4 separate regions of the Mus musculus genome follow, and all the other regions are linked to region 2. A link is a contact called in public Hi-C data. All regions are on one chromosome and are shown on one strand. Each heading gives the region's core, a stretch centred on a gene start, on an enhancer-like site or on the middle of the called end of the contact. The rest is flanking DNA. Distances are from core to core; before and after follow the strand shown. Region 1 has its middle 39 kb from the start of Gm39944. Region 2 holds the start of Jag1 (jagged 1). Region 3 has its middle 59 kb from the start of Gm39944. Region 4 has its middle 20 kb from the start of Gm39944.

What was found. A called contact is a pair of places that touch in the nucleus more often than the background predicts.
Region 1: a Hi-C map of group 2 innate lymphoid cells shows a contact between it and region 2, with 3 times the contacts expected there. The contact joins the enhancer-like site here to the promoter of Jag1 in region 2. A contact is called at or near these places in 2 of 39 promoter capture datasets (both in the 3T3-L1 cell line), 4 of 484 Hi-C or Micro-C datasets (group 2 innate lymphoid cells, nephron progenitors and pancreatic cancer cells) and 1 of 115 datasets of contacts at active chromatin or transcription factors (embryonic stem cells).
Region 3: a contact with region 2 is called in a Hi-C map of adipose-derived mesenchymal stem cells, with 2.6 times the contacts expected there. The contact joins the enhancer-like site here to the promoter of Jag1 in region 2. A contact is called at or near these places in 4 of 39 promoter capture datasets (the 3T3-L1 cell line, 3T3-L1-derived adipocytes and the HPC-7 cell line), 8 of 484 Hi-C or Micro-C datasets (3T3-L1-derived adipocytes, the Ba/F3 cell line, adipose-derived mesenchymal stem cells and 4 more) and 1 of 115 datasets of contacts at active chromatin or transcription factors (neural progenitor cells).
Region 4: a Hi-C map of uterus shows a contact between it and region 2, with 4 times the contacts expected there. The contact joins the enhancer-like site here to the promoter of Jag1 in region 2. A contact is called at or near these places in 5 of 39 promoter capture datasets (the 3T3-L1 cell line, cranial neural crest, frontonasal cranial neural crest and 1 more), 7 of 484 Hi-C or Micro-C datasets (the AML12 cell line, cranial neural crest, nephron progenitors and 2 more), 3 of 115 datasets of contacts at active chromatin or transcription factors (craniofacial prominence, embryonic limb bud and embryonic stem cells) and 1 of 9 other capture datasets (adipose tissue).

The regions. Positions count from the first base shown.
Region 1 is chr2:137,223,496-137,226,195 of GRCm38.p6, forward strand. No RefSeq gene overlaps it. Among named protein-coding and RNA genes, the nearest start is that of Gm39944, 39 kb to the right of the region's middle. Within about 2 kb of position 1,351, at least 25 of the 459 cell types and tissues checked have an H3K27ac peak or open chromatin away from gene starts, as enhancers often do. A contact at or near this core is called in group 2 innate lymphoid cells, where this site is marked.
Region 2 is chr2:137,115,197-137,117,896 of GRCm38.p6, forward strand. It overlaps Jag1 (jagged 1), which reads right to left and starts at 1,324. Exons shown (of 26, transcript NM_013822.5): 1 at 981-1,324; 2 at 208-513. The coding sequence starts at 1,061.
Region 3 is chr2:137,203,307-137,206,026 of GRCm38.p6, forward strand. No RefSeq gene overlaps it. Among named protein-coding and RNA genes, the nearest start is that of Gm39944, 59 kb to the right of the region's middle. Within about 2 kb of position 1,340, at least 40 of the 459 cell types and tissues checked have an H3K27ac peak or open chromatin away from gene starts, as enhancers often do. A contact at or near this core is called in adipose-derived mesenchymal stem cells, where this site is marked.
Region 4 is chr2:137,242,783-137,245,482 of GRCm38.p6, forward strand. No RefSeq gene overlaps it. Among named protein-coding and RNA genes, the nearest start is that of Gm39944, 20 kb to the right of the region's middle. Within about 2 kb of position 1,374, at least 17 of the 459 cell types and tissues checked have an H3K27ac peak or open chromatin away from gene starts, as enhancers often do. A contact at or near this core is called in craniofacial prominence, embryonic limb bud and uterus, where this site is marked.

The DNA of each region.
Region 1 (2,700 bases), core at 101-2,600, 110 kb after region 2:
TGTATATATGTATGTATGTGTATATATGTATGCATGTGTATATATGTATGTATGTGTATATATATATATATATATATATATATATATATATATAAAAAACTTGTTGAGTCCATATACTGTTAACCTGTGTATGTTTTCAGGGATGACTATGTAGCACTGGACAACCAATTGGTGTGCTCTTCCCTCCAGAGGGTTACCTCCTATCCTTTTAAAAAGCAATGTTTTTAAATACCAAAACAATCAATAATGCCCATATTGTCATAGGTGAGGGGGAAAACAGTCGAACATGGGAAAAACCTACCAGGGACCATGTCCCTAAAAAAAATGACTACTACCACCCCAACCATCAACTGCTAATAGCTCCTCAACTAGGGGTCAGGGCTCATGAGTCCTTCCCTCTCATACAGGAATGACTGGCTTGATCTTATGTCTGTCTTTTGTTTTTTTTGTTTTGTTTTGTTTTGTTTTGTCTTTTTTTGGGGGGGGGGGTCCGAGACAGGGTTTCTCTGTGTATCCCTGGCTCTCCTGGAACTCACTTTGTAAACCAGGCTTGCCTCGAACTCAGAAATCCACCTGCCTCTGCCTCCCGAATTCTGGGATTAAAGGCATGCACCACCACACCTGGCTTCTTATGTCTGTCTTATGCAAACAGTCATACTTATGTCTGTCTTATGCAAGCAGTCATAGCTGCTGTGAATGCATGAACTCACATCCATGTTGTTGGGGGATGTTACTGTGCACTGTGCATCCATGTGCTGATTTATGTCCCCAGAGATCTAGTTATGGTTGGGACTTTGGTATGATGCAGTATTTTATACAACATTGTTCTCCATTACCTCCTGATTGGTTAAATAAAGGGCTAAATAGCCTATAGTTTGGCAGGAGAGGATAAGTCAGCACTTCTGTGCCCTGAGAATAAGAGAGGGTCTCAGGTGGGACCAAGCATCAACATCAGGACACAAATGAAAAAGGAAGTGCCAGCGAGAGCCCAAAATGGCAGCTATGTGCCTGGGAAGTAGGTCAGGTCAGCATTGTCAGGTTAGAGTAGCTCAGGGTCTGCCCAGCAATAGTGCCTTGAAGCTTTTAGTAACTATATCTCTGTGTCATTATTCAAAGTAAAGGAGTACCTAGAAAAGCCCTTACCTTTTCACCTCGTCATGTCCAGGAGCCCTTGCTTAACTGCAGTCCACCAAACCTCTGCTTCTTACAATCTTTTTGTACCCTCTTCTGCTATGTTTTCTGTGCATTAAGTGCTGCAAAAAGAAGCCTCACCGATGGTGAGGGTTGATAGCTACACAAATCTATGTCACTTCCTACCTCTGCAGTAGCTGAGACTTGATTATGTGGTTGATTAAAACTACAAGGAAGGCCGGTAAATATGACTCATTTGTGTTGAAGGGTGGAGGTGGAGGAGGGGGGAAGGGGAAGTGGTTAGTTGAACACCTGGCTGGACCACTACAGGAGAAGGTACACCAGAACAAGGTTTCAGGAGTTAGTGTGTGAAATTAGAGTTAGAAGGCAGCTTAAAAAGACAAGGTCATTATTAAGACACCAAGACACGTATGCACATTCCTGCGGTGTGAGTCAGGAATCTGAAGAAGAATTTGGAGAGACATTTAGGAGAAAGTGGGCCCTTTGGAGTCAGTAGGACTTTAATAAGAGGAGACACGAGTGAAGGGCAGGAGAAAGTTGTAGGCCTTGGGAGAACCGGGTTTGTTTGCTTGTTTAACATCGTGGCCTCTAGTGGAACCTAGAGCTGATGCCTTAGTGTAGGACGGCCGTGTTAGTGCTGATCAGAATAATGTACCCCTTAGGGCTACACTAAAGAGCTGTGCTCTCTGCCTCATTTGCACTTTCAAAATATGCACATACATGTGTGGGCCAGAAAAGGCTGCACTCAGAACATGCATTCTTCTGTGAACTTTAGGTAATTGCACAAGCAAACAGGAAGTTGCGTAGGTATGCAGGCAGTGGCCTGTTGGAGAGGTGTGTGTTGGCACAGGCAGGAGTGTGCCTTGTCTGTTTACATATGATTTTAAAAGTTTTTCTTTTTAATTTTTCTGAGGGAAGGAAGGGAGAGCAAGCCTCTAGGCGTCTGCTTCCCTAGCTGTGGCTATCATTTGTCCTTCTCAAGGTTTCTTTATAGGAAGGGCCAAATTCAGGGCTTGTTCGTGACTGTAAGAAAAAGAAGTCCTTTGCAGGCCATGTGGGAACACAAATTCTGGGCTGCAGAGCAAACTGGTTTGAGTGCCTGCTAGCTCTGTGTGGGGCTTTTGTCCAAGGTGGAACTAATATATAAATTCTTCCTTTAAAGTGCTCTTTACTGTGATGCGTGTTTTCTAGTTTTCCTCCTATGGCCTGGGTTCCCCGGTTTTTCTTCGCCATATTCTTCCTCCAGGTGTTCCACTGATGTTCCTTTGAGCTTGCGCTTAATCAGTGTTCTACAAACTCACCTGCTGTCCGGTAGAACAACCACTGTGGGGATGCTCTGGGTCTGCACTGAACAACACCAAGGCTCTGGCCATGGTGGCCATTAAGTAAGTAGTACATGGCTGGTAAACTTGAAAAAAAAAAAACTAGGTTTTAATTAAATTTTATTTTATTTGAGTTTAAGTAGTCATATGGGGCTAGAGGCGGCCATGTTTTACAGCATAACTCATGAAGAGTCTTCAAGGGTTTTTCTCCTACAGAGTCAAGCCC
Region 2 (2,700 bases), core at 74-2,573:
CCATTTCGCTGCGCTAAGCAGACACCACCCAGAATGGAAGACCCGCCCGTCTCATCTTGTCCAGGTCCAGCTGTAGTCTGGACTCTCAAACTTGCCACCCCCAAAGCCTCTCAACTTAGTGCCAAGTTTCAAGTGGCATTAAATCCTTCTCAAGGCAATATAGGGCTCGGCCCCGCGTTCGACTCTGTCGGTGTGTCGCTCACTCACCGGCCAGGCGAAACTGAAAGGCAGTACGATGCGATTACGGTCGTTGCCACGGCTGGCCTTGAGATTGAAGGTGTTACCCCCGATGACAGGCGTAGACCCTGAGCCGAAGCTGCAGGGTCCCCCGGCAGTGACGCGGGACTGATACTCCTTGAGGCACACTTTGAAGTACGTATCACACTCGTCGCGGGTGCACTTGCGGTCGCCAGGGTTCCGGACTCCACCACAACAGTTCCCATTCTGTAGCTCTCCATTCACGTTCTGCATGGACAGGATCTCCAGCTCAAACTGACCCGAGGCCCCGCACACCTGCCAGCGAGGAAGGAAGGTCAACGCATGAGAAAGTTTTCTCTGAAGGTGGAGGTGGAGACTCCTTGACACCCCCCACCCCCAATACACACACCCCAGGCTGCCAAAGATCCTCGGTGGCAAGTGAAAATAATTTTGCAAAAACTAGGTTTAGGGCTCAACCTGGTTTGGGGGCATAAAAAACACAAGTGCGGGAAAACTAAGACAAGTGCCCCGAAGGACCGTGAGAACGTAATGATCGCATTTTGCCCAGCCTGGAGGAGTTTATCTTTCGAGGCCAGGGGCTCCCCTCTGGGGAACCAGCGTTCCCTCACCGGGTGCTGCCTCTCGGGTGAAAAGTCAGGGTCAGGGAGCCTTGTACTCAAGGGCTCCGGAACTTGCACTGGGAGCCACAGCCGCTCCCGTCCAGAACGCCACGAGGGAAGGGAGAGGACCGCGGGGAGCAAGAGCGGGAGAGAGACTCCTACCTTGGCTCGCAGGGCACAGAGCAGGGCGAGCAGAAGACTCAGGGGGCGCCCGGGCCGGCCGCGCGTCCGTGGGGACCGCATCGCTGCGCCGCGCGCCACGGGCACTCCGGACGCCGCCGCCGCTGCTAGCGCTGGTGCTCCCGCCGAGGCTGCCGTCGTCGCTGCCCCCGCGGCCGCCGCGTCCCGGCTCTAATATACTCCGTGGATTGGAGCATGCACGACTGGAAAACAACACTACTTTTCAAAAGCCCTTTCAAGAGCCGCGCGTTCCAGAAGGCAAAGAGCCCGGCCTCCTTTTATTATTCTGATCGCTTCTTTGAGGCGCTCCCCCCTCTTCCACCTCTCGGCTTTCTTTCCTTCTCTCGCGCTCCCCTTCTTTTATTATTATGATTATGCGCAGCCTTTTATTCCCTTTCAGATCAGCTGCATGAAACGCGGGGAGGGAGGGGAGGAAAAAAAAAAAAAAAACCTGAGCCTAGCTCGCCGGCCGGCTGCAGGTAACACAATGACGCGTGCCCGCCTGGCTCTCGAAGGGACCCGGAGCGCCGGTCTGGGAGCCGGGACTCCGGCTGGCCACCTCTTCTCAACACGCGGAACAAGGCGCATGCGCGATTGTTAATATTCATAAGGGGCGTGCCATCTATTGGGCACGCCCCTTTCCTCCGGGTTGTTGGGGAGGGGAGAAATTGAGAAGGGGTTGGAAGTTGCGGGACGGACCGGGTGGCATGGCCGCCCGAGGGGCCCCCACACGCAGATCAGTGTCCCGGGGAGCCCGGGCCAGGAGAAAGGAACCTGGAAGGACCGTGGAGGAGCCCATGGCTCTGAGAAGCCCAGAGCGCCTCCGCTGGACCGCCCCCTCGGTGCACGGCCTGGGCTCCCTTGCAAGCCCCAGGTGTAGGCGCCGCGGTACGGCCGGAGCAGTTGGGGCGGGCGGCTTCCGCCTTCGGAGCCGCCTGCGTCAGCTGCGGCTTTTGCCCCGGGGAGGAGGGCCTGCCCGCCGGGAACCCGGGCCGCTCCCAGCAAGCGAGCCCAGAGCCCTGTGCTGGCGGCGGCGAGACTGGCGCGCTCGCCGCCGTCTCCTCGCCCCGCAGAGGCGACCTGGGCAGACTCTGCTGGGAACTTTGAAAAACTTTCCCGGAGTCAGACTTGCCGCAAACTCGAGGGAAAGCCTCGGCCGCGCGCCATCCCTTCCCAAATCCATGTCCGTGGAGCCTCGGAGGGGCTCCCAGCGTCCTTTCCAGACCGCGCCGGGGCAGAGGCGTGGGGGAAGCAGGGGGAGTGGCCGGCGGGCACCCGGGGGCTCAGCCCGGACTTCGGGAAGGGCTTTCTGAGACGCCGAGGGCTCCGCCAGCCTCCAGCCCGGGCGCAGTGGCGGGACTGCACCTGTAGGCGGCCTCCGCGCTGCTCTCTGGGTGGCGAGACGCGGCCTGAAAAGAACCTAACCGCTGTCGTGGTCCACAGAACTTGGCTTCTCCTGGGTGGTGGTGGAAACCGATGCCATTTTCCACCTTGAGGCAGGCCTCGCAATTAGCAGCGACACTCCTGGTCATAATCAAGGTCAAAGGGAACCCAAAGGCTGGCTGAAGTCTCTGCCAGCTCCACTCCAGGCGGGTTTAAACGGAGCTCTTTAGGAAAACAGATTTCCATTAAAGGACGAAAAGGGTTTCTTAACTTGCGTTGAGCCTGTCCTGAAGAAAAGCTCTGATTTTTCCGAGATTGC
Region 3 (2,720 bases), core at 90-2,589, 88 kb after region 2:
TTATGTGGAGGAGTTATGCACCAACTTACCTATGTTCTGTGATATGCTATAATCACTTAGACATTTAGATATTTCTTCTCCACATAAACACCTAGAGAATTGATACTTATTTCAGTGTTAATGCTGATCTGACAGAGTACACAGTAGACCCTCTTTAGGTATATACATTTCTGTTTGGGCTTTTCAGTTGTAATCAACAGAAACATTAACCTATAGTAGCTAATACAAAAGACAACCTTCATAGGTGAGAGAATGGATCTACCTTTAGGATGGTAGCTCAAGGTTTATGAGCATCTCAGGAATCCATTCCCTCCACTGGCCTTCATTGCTCCATTCTCCGGACCTTCCTTTGTACTGACAAATGGCTGCAGGATCTTTGGGCTTCCATCCTTAAAACTCCAAGTCCAATGGAAGTCAGAAGGCAACTTTGACTATTTCTGAATTGATCATTATGGTAGGGATTTCACACTTGTCTAAGCTAGGCCTAGACACATGTACCTTGTCCTGTCATGTGGGCTGAGGGTAGCGAACCAAATGGTACCCAGACTACTCTTATTCATGTCACTAGAGGGGGGAAAATTGAGGGGGTACACATTACAATTTTGGATAGCTTTCTTAAAGATGCCTCAAGTCACACCCTCAGTACCTACAGTGTTTGTAAGTTCCAGCCCCCACACAATCTGAAGACACTAATCTTCTCAGCATTTGAAGGTTCAGTGGATACAATGCTTAAGAATAGTGGCTCTTAATTTGATATCTCAAATGTACTCTCTCATGTGCTTAGCCAATGTTTGCATTTCTTTTCAGTGAACCCTGTTCTGTGAAAGACAGTAATATATTTTGGTTATAATTCAATAGGGTTATCTTTTTTTTTATTCGTGGTAGCTCTTTATTTCTTATGGAGATTAGGACTGTGAGTTCCTAGTAAGACCTCACTGCAACCCAGTGTGCCACCTGCCAAAATAATAGGCGTTAAAATCACTGGACATGTGAATGAATAAATAATGAAGTGCATGAATGAATGCGCTAAGAGGGTTTTTTGTTTGTTTGTTTGTCCTTTTTTTTTTGTGTGTTCAAAAGGTTTCAGAGGAGCGCTCTGCTCCTCAAATACTTTTCTTGAAGATTTGCCATAAATGTCTCAGGAAGCCTTTTTTTAAGTGGCGAGGAGCACGTGGTTAGGTTGGGAGGAACAGTGTTCTGCACTGCCCTTCAGAACTGCCCTCTGTGCTCCCCCTGGGTTCCTCATCCTGTTGATAGGAGCAAATGGCCTATGAGGGTGACTCAGCCTCACAAGCTCACATCCCATCCCTTTGAAGTGTCAGCCCTGGAGCCCTGTGAGGCTCCCATCAGCCACTGGAGTCAGCCAGCCTAGTCAGCACACTGCCTGGCTAAACATCCATGCAGGATCTCATAGGAACTTGAGAATCATTGTTTTTGGCTGGAATCCTGGGTTTGAGGTTTCTTCATGTACGGACTCTGAAAAAGGGATTTGGAAACATTGTCCTCCCTAATCCCAAAGTATGTACTGGGGAGGCTGTCTTCCTTGATACACACCCAATAACTCGGGCAACTGAGGCCATTTCACATGCGAGCATTCATCCCTTTGGTTAAAGTTCACAGACACCAACGCAGCAGACAGGATACCTGGACACTAATCCCAGATTTGCTGGATAAGTCACATTCACCCTTTCAGTTCCATTTTCCTCCACTGAAAGCATGACGGTTAGGATCAACCATCCCTATGTCCTTGCTAGCTCTGTAATTCTGACTGGAATTCTGAATTCTGCTCTGCCACCTACAGTGTGTCCCAGGAGCTTTGTCCATTAGTCATGAGAATGTCAACATCTGGGTAAACAGATATTTTGGGGGTCAGCTCTATAAAGCTCAGCTGTACCGATCACGTGTTGATCTTGGCACACAAAGAAGCCTGAGTAGGGTCGTGTCAAACATTTTACCACGCTTAACTGCTGAAAGAGAAGCCAATCATGTCAACCTGGGTAAGCCACTTGGGATGAGGAGCACTGGGCTAAGTCTCATGGCACAGATGACCTCCAAGAAAAGTGGTGGGGATGGGGGGAAGGGGAGAAATCTGGAAGTAGACCTAGAGATCTTAAAGAAGTTACTAGTGTCCACATTGTAAATGGCTTCTGATACTATGTCAAAGCTACATTCTCAGACAACAGGGAATGCCGTAAATAGATCCACTCAGCTATCCAAGCATAGCAGAATAAAACGAAAAGAAAGCCAAATTAAACAGGCTCAGTCAATGCTTTGAGTGAGAATGTTAAGTATTGCTCATGCCTGCAGAATGGGCGGTCTCTCTTCAGAGCACTTGTGAGGAACTCCTTTGGGGACACCAGGTCCTGTCCTCTCTTTGGAGTCTCATCTGCAGAGGAAGACAAAAGGCAAAGCTCCCTTTGAAGAGGGAGGTCTTGTGCTTTGGAAAACTCAGGGTTGGTTCCTTGTTACTTTAACTGGCATTGGTTTTAAAGAAAAGTGTAGTAGGTTCCAAGATCACTTGATGTAGAATCTTCAGATGACTGAGAATTATAACATTATGTTACAATATCCCTCTCTGCCATTTTCTCCTAACTTCAAACTCATAGAAAATTCATAAGAATTCTACAATTCCTGTATATCATTACCAGTTTTCCTCTATTGTTTTTAACCAGTTCTTCCTGTTTTCATTTCCTCTCTATTTCTTCTATGTTTAGTTCATA
Region 4 (2,700 bases), core at 124-2,623, 130 kb after region 2:
CTACCCTTTCCACGTTTGGGATTTGGTCTAGTTTGGGCTTCTACAGGTGTTGTGTGGTTTTTGTCATTGCTATAAGTTCATATGTGCAGTTGCCCTGTTATGTCCAGAAGAGAATGTTCCACATAATTAACCATAGCCTCTGGCTCTTACATTCTTTCTGTCCCTCTTCCATAATAATCTCTCAGCTCTCTGTATGTGTATGGTGTGTGATGTTCCCTTTAGGGCTGAGTAGTCTACAGTCTATTATTCTTTACATTTTAGCACGTTGTAGGTTTCTATGTTCAGCACCATCTACTGCAAATGGAAGTTTCTCAGATGAAGGCTGAGAAACGCATTGATCTATAGGTATAAATACTATGTCCATTTAGCAGCATAATAGTATGTAATAGGTTCTTACCCAAGGCTTATAATCTGTCTTTTAAGTATCCCAAATACTTTGAAAAAAGGACATGGTCTATTCTCACAAAGTTACCACCCACCAGTTTGAACATTAAACAATGAGTAAATAAACAAAGAAATAATTATTGTCCAATATATTAGAGTAGAAATCAGCCCAGAGAACTGAAGGAGACTTGGGTAGTAGAAGATATTTAAGGGCTCAGTCTTTAGGTCCTGGTTTATTTGAAGCACATTCCATAGAAACCCCACCTACCTGTTCAGTCCCCTACATCCTGTGACCCATGAGCCCTTTGTAAATCTTAGCACTGGATCCTATGGGTTGCAGATAACATATTTTAGCATTCTATTTTGCATTGTTACCACCCAGGCAGGCTCAATGCTTATTGTATCAAAAGTATGTTTTAGGTGTTTCTCTTGCAATTTTAAATAAATGTGACTTACCTCCTCAACAAGTAGATGCCTGCTTTCAATTATTTATTTGTGTTTACATAATGCATAACTATGCCAGAGGCACATAGTAGGTGTTCAACAAAGAATTCTTAAATATAATTGAATTTCCTGGTAGCTGAACAACTAGACAGACTGGTGGATAGATATAAATTAGTAAAGCAGATTTGAACCATGTGTTGATCATTGAAAAGTTGTTTCATTTTTAGCCAAGATAAATGCTTTTTTAATGTGTAAAGAAATCTATAATTTTCTGTGCTTTGAATTAAAGCTCCCACTTCCCAGGTTTCCTACCTGCTTCTGGCTGCTCTTAATGAGCTAATTTACCCCACTGAGGCGAGAGATTTCCTCTTGGGAAAGGGTTTAGATGGGCCTCTCACATCCAGGGCCCCAGAGCGGTTCCTTACAGGGCTTTAAACACTCTGAATGTATTTAATAGAGAAGCCAAGAAACAAATCTGTTGTTTTAGCTTTAGTCCTCGAGGCTCAGCGGCTCGGTTTTCCTTCCCCTTTGATCATGGTCACTGGAGTGGCAGGCCTGGAAACTGCCAAGAAGGGCTGGCTCTCTTTAGGAAGCCTGGGCAGGGGACCCACCCAGCTCCACACAATGAAAATAAAGTTGTCAAGCCTTTGAGGTGGCTGTGAAGATTAATTCTTCCTGGGCAAATTGGTAAGACATTTACATTTTTGGTTTTTTTTTTTTCTATTCATTTTAAAAGAGCGTTGATGAATGTGATAAGGAAGCCCTGGTTGGAAGGGAAGATTCGGGAGCATTTTCCATTGCCCAACTGGGTGCTCGATGTTCACCACGAAGCTTGGCCTGGGAAAGTGAACCTGCCCTTCTAATTAAGGACAGAACCATCAGGGGACCACTGGGGTGTATGTGTTGTAGGGTGTGGCTGTCACAAAGCACATGCTTTTGTTGTCTTAGAGTGTAAGCCTCATGAGGTAGGAGGTCTGCAACAGCTTTCTAGAACTTGACATCTTCTCCGTACACAGTTCAGTCCTCAGCTGCTGCCATAATCTTCCATCTGCTCTGTTATGGGTTTGTCAGCTCCACTGCATATTGCAATGGGACACGCAATATTTTATTATGCGTATATTTGAAGCCATTACCATCCTCCCTCAAGTCAAACACTGTTTGTTGTGGGTCACAGTGTTTGAGCAAGTCTTGGGTCACACTCTAGCCTCCAGGAGTCCAGGAAATGGAAGCAGTGTGAAGTATCTTTCTCTCACATTGCAGAAATTTAATTCATAGGGGGAACATCTGCCAACCTTACTGAGGGGATGTTCGTAATACTTCAAAGTCATAAAGACCCATGTGAATGATTTTTGAAAAAATGGAGCTGTAGACCAAAAATCCAACCCAAATTAAACCAAAACAAGCTCTGCACTATCACTAAGAATCAGCCAGGCATAGACATGGATCAGTTGAGAAAGGTGGGTGTTTTACAGTCATTTGATGTGGGAGGGGGATTTCTTGGGGAAATCAGAGAATTGCCTTTGGATTCATTTGATGGAGCAGCCCTGTCTTTGTATCTACTTTGCTCAATAAAGAGCCTGTGGAATGGTGAGGGATGGAACCAGGTTCGGATTCTTTTGTGGACGTCTCTGTGTCACCTTGGGTATATTTTTAATTCTTGTTCAATTAGCTGCACTGTAGTATTGGAGTTATTGCACTTCGCTAGTGGAATCCTTTCAGGTTGTAAAGATCAAAGAGAGGCTCAGGTTACACGGGTGATCGGGGATTACTGCAGTAATGCAGACACTTAAGGAAATGTGCCAAGTGATCACCACACAGGATACAGCAGCCCTTCCCAAGGAGCCCTGCATATTTATGGCAGGGCTTCTTCCT